Linked DNA regions of Zea mays: region 2 is linked to region 1. A link is a contact called in public Hi-C data. All regions are on one chromosome and are shown on one strand. The core of a region is the stretch at or near the end of the contact, and the rest is flanking DNA. Distances in the headings are between cores, read along the strand shown.

What was found. A called contact is a pair of places that touch in the nucleus more often than the background predicts.
Region 2: a contact with region 1 is called in a Hi-C map of ear, with 2.3 times the contacts expected there. The contact joins the promoter of LOC100280900 here to the promoter of LOC100382682 in region 1. A contact is called at or near these places in 3 of 25 Hi-C or Micro-C datasets (ear, leaf and tassel).

What each region holds. Positions count from the first base shown.
Region 1 is chr3:204,445,034-204,449,009 of Zm-B73-REFERENCE-NAM-5.0, forward strand. It overlaps LOC100382682 (Protein kinase family protein with leucine-rich repeat domain), which reads right to left and starts at 1,857. Exons shown (of 2, transcript NM_001321472.1): 1 at 1-1,857. The coding sequence starts at 1,849. It overlaps LOC103651224, which reads left to right and starts at 3,888. Exons shown (of 8, transcript XM_035966415.1): 1 at 3,888-3,976.
Region 2 is chr3:204,583,136-204,587,111 of Zm-B73-REFERENCE-NAM-5.0, forward strand. LOC100280900 (glutamate carboxypeptidase 2) reads left to right here and starts at 2,337. Exons shown (of 12, transcript NM_001153820.2): 1 at 2,337-3,449; 2 at 3,544-3,611; 3 at 3,922-3,976. The coding sequence starts at 2,403.

The DNA.
Region 1 (3,976 bases), core at 607-3,106:
CGCCGGGGTTGTCCAGGAAGCTCTTGTCGTAGGCCCCGGTGGCTAGGCCGGCCGGCACCTGGCCGCTAAGCTGGTTGGAGGACAGGTTGAGGGAGGTGAGTCGCAGGTTCGCAAGCGCCGGCGGTATGGCACCGGAGAGCTCGTTCGACGACAGGTCAAGGACGCTGAGCACCGGCATGGCGCCCAGCTCTGCTGGTATCTCTCCGATGAGCTGGTTCCTGCTCATGTCCAGCTGCGTCAGATCGCTTAGCTTAGTAACGCTCACCGGGATATCGCCGGAGAGCCTGTTACCGGACAGGTTCAGTGTCAGGAGACGCGGCATCCCGTCAGCAATACTGGCCGGTATTTGGCCGGAGAACTGGTTGTTCTCGGCCGTGAATTTCCTGAGCTGAACTGCAGTAGCCGGGATGTTGCCGCTGAATCTGTTGTTCCCCATGTCTAACGTCGTAAGGTTGCTGGCCATGGTGGCCGGAAGACTCCCGGAGAGCTGGTTACCCGGTAGTGTCACGTAATTAAGCAGCGTCGCCGTCCACAAAGCCTCTGGCACGTCTCCGGAGAGCTGGTTATTGTCTAGAGCCAGCGTTTTCAGAGTGTTGCAGTTGGCGAGGCCTGCCGGGATGGACCCGGTCAGTTTGTTGTTCATGGCGGTGAGGTACCGGAACTTGCCTCCAGCGCACAGCTCTCCGGGGATAGCACCGGTGAGCTCGTTGTAATCAGCCTCAACAATGAGCAATCCTGAGTACTTTCCAAGCTCCGGCGGGAGCGCGCCAGTAAAGCGGTTATTGCCAAACCTAAATATTGACAGTGACGGCAACGGGCCGATGCTCGCTGGTATCTCGCCGGAGAAGTTGTTGCTGAAGAGGTACAGCTGTGTAAGGTTCTTCAGGAGCCCAAAGGCTTCAGGGATGGGTCCTGTAAGTTTATAATTCTCTGAAAGGTCGATGTGCGTCAAGCTCGTCGCGGCGAAGTCATTAATCACCACGTCGCCGGAGAAGTTGTTGTCGTACAAAAACAATTGCTGCAAGTTCTTGAGGCTCCAAACACCCGCAGGTATGCTTCCGGTCAACATGTTATTGGACAGGTCCAGCACCTCCAGCTCCTCCATCTCCAGCACATAGCTCGGGAAGCCGCCGGTGAGGTTGCACTGTGATGCCCAGAGGCTGACTATGCTGGTGAGGTTCTTGAACGACGCCGGCAACTGGGCCGGGACGAACCGGTTGGCCGCCAACCACAGCGTCTGAAGCCTCGTCAGTGAACCGAGACCCGGCGGGACGGTGCCGACGAAGCGATTGGTGTCCAGCGTGAGATGCTGGAGATACGAGAGGCTGGAGAGCGACGCCGGGATGCTGCCATCGAACTGGTTGTTGCTGAGGACAAGCGTGGACAAGTTCGCACCGAGGCGGCGACCGATGTCCACGGGCAGCTCACCGGTGAGTTTGTTCTGGGACAGGTCGAGGTACTGGAGCGAAGCGCAGCGGTAGAGCGCGGTCGGGAACGCGCCGGAGATGCTGTTGTTGGAGACGTCGAGGTGGGTGAGCGCCGAGAGGCCGCCGACGGCGTCCGGGAAGGGGCCCGCGACGCCGGCGCTGCCGAGGGTGAGGTTCGTGACGCGCCCGGCCGTGTCGCACCCGACGAACGTCCAGGCGCACGGCGCGCCCGGGGACGAGGCGTTCCATACCGCCAGCGCGGGCGGGTCGCCCCACGCGCTCTTGATCCGGAGCAGCAGATGCTTGTCGTCCGCCGGCTGCGACTGCGCGCCCGCTCGGCGCACGCGGCAGCAGGGGAGCAGCGCGAGCAGCAGGACAAAGCAGGCGCGCGCGCACGGGCACGCGCGCCGCGGTGGCGCCATTGTCTCCGGCGGCTTCGTGGCGTGGGCGTTTGGTTGTGCTGACTGGTGCTCGCGGCCGCTGCGGTTGTCAGCCGCTGCCCGCTGGGTGGGGATAGCTGGATGCGGTGGGAACGGAGTTCCCCTGTTTTTCTGTATGCTGGGGGCTGGGCTACCCTCTAGTATGAGCCCGCGTTGCTGCGAAGCTTCTAATTTCCTGGATTAGTTCGTGTTTTTCCCGTCGGCATTACGGTGATCCGGACGGAACGTCCTTGCTCGGTGTAGATCGGGGAGAAGAGTCAGAAGTGCTGTATAGTGTATTAGTGTTTGACCAGTATAGAGGCTAATGCCGTTTAGAGTAATCATTTCGTTATAGTGTTTGACCGTTCGTCGCAAACTATGGTAACCTTTCTTCCCGACGGCCAAGGGAAACTGTACATACCAGGGCTCCGGTCAGACATGGCGGCTAGTCGTTGGCTGGCCTGGACTTGATCGCTTGAGCGGCCGAAGGATGGAGCCCCATCCTGCCCTCTTTCAACGGTCCAACTACTACGTTCGTTCTCTTTTCATGTATCATGTATGGAGGTAGCAATTTAAACAAACAAGCCAAGCCGCCTACAAAAGATCTAGAAGACGAATTTATGGGTCCTTTGCCACTAGATGTAACCGAATGAATTGGTGCAACTATGTAACTAAGGCACAACGATGGAGGTCGGGATCTTTTAAAAAATATCATTTTTTTAAAAATAACCCATTCCACCTCTCCTTGAAAAACGCCCTCTGGTCTCATCCTTGTGTTTTAGTTGTATCTGTTACGTTTCTTTTGGACCAGCCAAACAAATATCTCCGAGTTTAAAATATAATGTTACATTGTGCTTTTCAAATGGTATCGTTTTATAACATAGGTCTTTGAAATATGCTGGACCTCACGGTCTTAGATGTTAAAATTCGAAAAAAAAAGTCTTAGATGCTTTTCTCTTCTCAAAACAAAATTGACCCTATTTCCTTTTTGCACACTAATATACAAAAGACTTGCTCTTCCTTATATTTAAGATAGAAAAATATGTCTATTATAGGGCGCGCCGAAGGTGACATTTTAGAGACATGGAGTGAACTCAAAGATCATGACCTCTGCTGCATAAATATAACTTTACTTATTTAATATACACATTTATCAGATAAACTAACACAATATTAAAAAGCGTATTAAATTATTTGTACAATGTCTTAAAAGTTTCCTGTAACATTTCTTGATAACAATGTCATCAACAAACTAAACTACAGAACTCTCCACTCAAAAATTATATCATTTACCTTAACATAAGACAAACCATAATGTTTCCGCAAACTTAATTGTGTCTCTTTCTGCAAACTCATCATGTCTCTTTCTCTTTTTTCTTTCTTTTTTATTGCCTAATGCATACTTTCTTGTTGACACGATCTCGATAAAAATTTAGAAAAAAAAAGAAATATACTTAATGGAATGTCAAGCATGAAGTGACGCACATGACAACGAGAATATGAGATCGCTGCTGATATAGCAATTAAATTGAACGAATGACGTGCTCACCAGGACCTGATTTAGGCAGCGATGCGTACTCGTGTCCCCGCGCTGCAGTTGTAAATTGCGTTGAACTCAGTAGACGACGGCGACGACGACACAGAACAAGCGACGCAATACACAAACATGTCGGCGAAACCATCGAGAGCACCCACGATTTCTTCGTATTACCGTGCATGGGTTATTTAACTTTTGCTCTCCTTTGCACTGAAGGACTGGATGGCGGTCTGCTTTAGTTTTTTTATTTGAATTTTTACTTTTCTAAAACTAAGGTACCTATATAGAAAAGACCGGGAGTGAGACCTACCAAATTGGGAGGCCTAGAAACACCGCCCAGTAATAAAAAAACCTACGACGTGTTTAGTTCGGCTGCATGTAACGGTATCCGATTTCTTCGGGTATCCGATACTATTACAGGTGTTTGTTATGTGTTTTATTGGAATCAAATACACTGTAATCAAATACCCCTGTATAGAAACCTCAATCCCTCCAACCCTAACTGGAATCAAACGCAGGGTCCGCTGTGCAGCTGTGCTAGCGCCGCCATACGCCCATACGGTCCTCCCTCCTCCCAACGTCTCCACCTCTCT
Region 2 (3,976 bases), core at 1,087-3,586, 140 kb after region 1:
TGTAGATATTCATAAAATAGAAACCTTAAATTTATCATATATTTTTTAAACGACAGTTATAAAATTCGGATACACATTCTTTTTCCTTTTGTTGTTGTTGTAGAGAGTTAATGTATAAAACAATTTACATAAAATTTATTTTTATTTATAATAATGTGCTTGATAATTTAAGAAAAGATTAGCATCAAATTTTGTTTATATCTATATTTAAAATATTAAATTTGTCTTAACATGTTTTCGGCTGTACTTTGCCGCGACTGCAGGCTGCAGCTGTATTCCTGTGGGTGTGGCCCTATCACAAAAGAATATTGTAGGATGGCTGTGGAGCAGCTGTCTAGGCAGCAGACCAACAACTTCTTGACTACCCACTTTCATTCCTATCCGCTTTAGGCTATAGGACTGTCTCATTCTGTGGTAAACACCACACTTTCTCTTAATAATGCTTTTTTCTCTAAACAAAAGGAGCGAGTTGCCTCATCCATCAGGGACTTTCCAAAACCTCCATGGCTTGGCGTTATCATGAACAAGTCCTGACTTAGAAATTTTGACATCTGCTAGATCATCCTCATAATTAGGCCAAGGCACATCGGGAATTTCCTAAACACCAGACATCTAACACAAAAAGGACTCAATCAAACCATAAATATGGCAAATAAAAACAAAGAAACATGTTACATAATACCTTAGCAAGGCTCATAAGCAACAATTAGAAAACTTCCTTGAACAAGGAGCAAGACCTCACATTTTTTCCAAAGAGGTAGCAGACTGCGACGTGTAATCACAATATAAATAGGCGACTTTGGTCAAAAGCGACAATTTAACTTCTTTGTATGCTCGACTTTGGTCAAACTCGACACCTGTAAAACTGAAATAAAAATTGTTCACCTTCTAACCTCCAACGACAACTCTGAAGCTCGAGGACAGCGTTTGTACCTTCATCTGAAACCATAATTTTTTGCGAGATTCGTACCTTCGAAGCATGCGGCTTCGCTCGGAGATTTGATCTCGGATAAAGACAGTTCATGATGTTTTTATAGGATGGCTGTGGAGCAGCTGTCTAGCCAGCAGACGAACAACTTCTTGTTGGATACCCACTTTTCATCCCTATCCGCTTTAGGCTTCAGGACTGTCTCCATTCTGTTTGCAATGTGGCCTCGGGAGTCGGGAGGATAGCCTTACGAAACATTTGTCCATCAGACCATATCAAGGTATAACTGCCGCCAATTTGCAGTCCCTTCATTCTCTAACCCTATCGTTTTAGGAACCCAGGGCTATAGATGATCAATCACCCTGCTCATGGTCTCATTCCTTCCTCGTCGGTACCCGGCGTCTGATTTGATTCCTTCCCCATGGCCATGGTGGCGCTTTGCTCACCATTTCGGTGAACCTCAGAGGAACATGACTGCGACCTGAACCTGAACCTGAACGATCAGGTCTCCGATGAAAAGTCCGAGCAGCCTCGACGATGATTCGTGCACCAAATTTCACCCACGGTGCTGGTGTTTGGCAACGCCCAGTTGGAGTTGGAGCAACTGTTTGGAGACAGAAATATATAGGGACACAGGATCGGTCATTGGTCAACCGCCAAACAAAGCTGTTTTTTGTTAATAATTGCCGGCCTAAAATTATTGGCGCAGAAGATTCGTTCTCCTACTCCCAGAATCTCTACAGCGGTCCCATACTGCTGCTACCCGCGGAGAGGAATCGTGTGTCTAAAAACATTACTCCCTCCGTTTCTTTTTATTTGTCGCTGGATAGTGCAATTTTACACTATCCAGCGACAAATAAAAAGAAACGGAGGGAGTATATGTTTAGATAAAGTCAAAGGATCGTAAGTTTAAACCGAGTCTATATTTTATAGATAAGAGCATTAACATTTAAACATTTACAAACTTAACTGAATTTACATTTATAAGTTTTAACTAAATTTGTACACGGAAGATAACAATGCTAACTAGTGATATTATAAATATGAGTCATTTTTATTAAGTTTGATCGAACTTATTACCATTTAAATTTAACTAAACCTGTAATATTTTTTACTGTCCGTTTTTGCACGCAGATGAACATATGATCCTCTACAAAAGTAAAAATGCCGTCTTGAATTTAATTGAAGTATATTTAATAAAAAATCGTGAATGGTTGAACAATTAATAAAGATTTGCTAAACCGAAGATTTTTATAATCTCTCTCTCTTCTCGTTCTGAAGAGTTCCCCACCCAAGTTGTAATTGTAATGAGCCAGTCCAAAGTGGTGAACCTCTCCCGCCGACGACGCTCGCATACACTCCCATTCCCCCCCCCCCCCCCCCCCCCCCCCCCCCCCCCCCCCCCCCCCCCCCCCCCTTCCTAGTCAGTTCCCCCACCTCATGACTCCTGAGGTCTTGCTCTAGCTCGAGCGCCATGGCCACGTCTCGCTGCGGTAAACAGCGGCAGCCGCTCCTCCACTCTCCCACGCCCGCAGACGCCAACGGTGGCGGCGCAGCCAAGAGGCGCAGGTTCGTCTCGTTCCTCGCCGTCACGGCAGCTCTTGTCGCGTCCTACCACCTCCTCGTGCCAACCAATTCGTCGCACTACCACGCACTATTCCTCTCCCTCGGTTCCAACGCCACCGCGGCGGCCCACCTACGCGCGCTCACCCTCCGCCCCCACGTCGCTGGCACCGAGGCCAACGCGGCCACCGCCCGCTACGTGCTCCACGCCTTCTCCTCCCTCTCCTTCCCAGCACACATCACCCCTTACTCGGTTCTCCTCTCCTACCCCGTCCACCGCTCCCTCTCCCTCGCCGCGGCGCCCGGCCTAGCCGCCAGGCCGTTCTCCTTGGTGCAAGAGACCTACAAAGGCGACCCGTACGCTGAGGCCGCCGCGGAGGTCCTCCCGACGTACTTCGCCTACTCGGGATCCGGCTCCGTCACCGCCGAGGTCGTCTACGCCAACTACGGCCACAACGAGGATTATGCTTACCTCGCCTCCCGCGGGGTCGACGTCGTGGGCAAGGTCGCGCTCGTGCGGTACGGTGACATCCACTGCGAGGACATGGTGCGGAACGCGCGCGCCGCGGGCGCCGCCGCCGCTATCGTGTACACCGATGCCAAGGACTTCGGCGGGAGCGCGGCGAAGGGGGAGAAGCGCAAGTGGTTCCCCGACGCGCGGTGGCTGCCGCCGACAGGCGTTCAGGTCGGGACCCTGTACTACGGGAACGGCGATCCGACCACGCCGCTGTGGCCGTCGTGCGCGGCTGGGGACGACTGCGAGCGGCTGAGCATGGAGGAGCTGGACGGCAGCGAGGAGATGCCGGGCATCCCGGCGCTGCCAGTGTCGGCCAGGGACGGGGAGACAATCCTCAAGGCGATGGGCGGCGATGTCGCGCCACCCAAGTGGCAGGGCGGCGACGGCGCGCCCGTGTACCGGCTCGGCCCCGGCCCGGCCGTGTTGAACCTCACCTACATTGTGAGTGCCTCAGTGGTCAGCGCAAGCATTATCTGTGGGGTAGTATTGTCTGAATTCAAGGACGAATTTCTGATTATTGACTTACGATTTGCAGGGAAACGAGACTTTAGCAACAATCGAAAATGTGTTTGCGGTGATAGAAGGAAAAGAGGAGCCTGACAGGTAACTGGTCTCTCGAAACTGTATAGATTTGCATAATTTTGGCTAACTGCAGCCTGCAAAATGGAAAACTGCACAAGACACCGAATTGCACATGTCATATGCCCGCTTATCGATTCTTATCTTAGTCAGCCGTCCACACCGAGTACTAGTATTTTCATATTTTTATACTCTGGATGTTTCTTCGATTGACTTCATGGTTCGTCGCTTCACAAATTTGTCAAATTTTGCCAACAATATAATTAGATATCAGCATCATGTCATGGGCATCTAGAAACTTGACAAATTTAAATACTGTTTGACATATTTGCAGATATGTGATCATAGGCAACCATCGTGATGCTTGGACATTTGGAGCAGTTGATCCT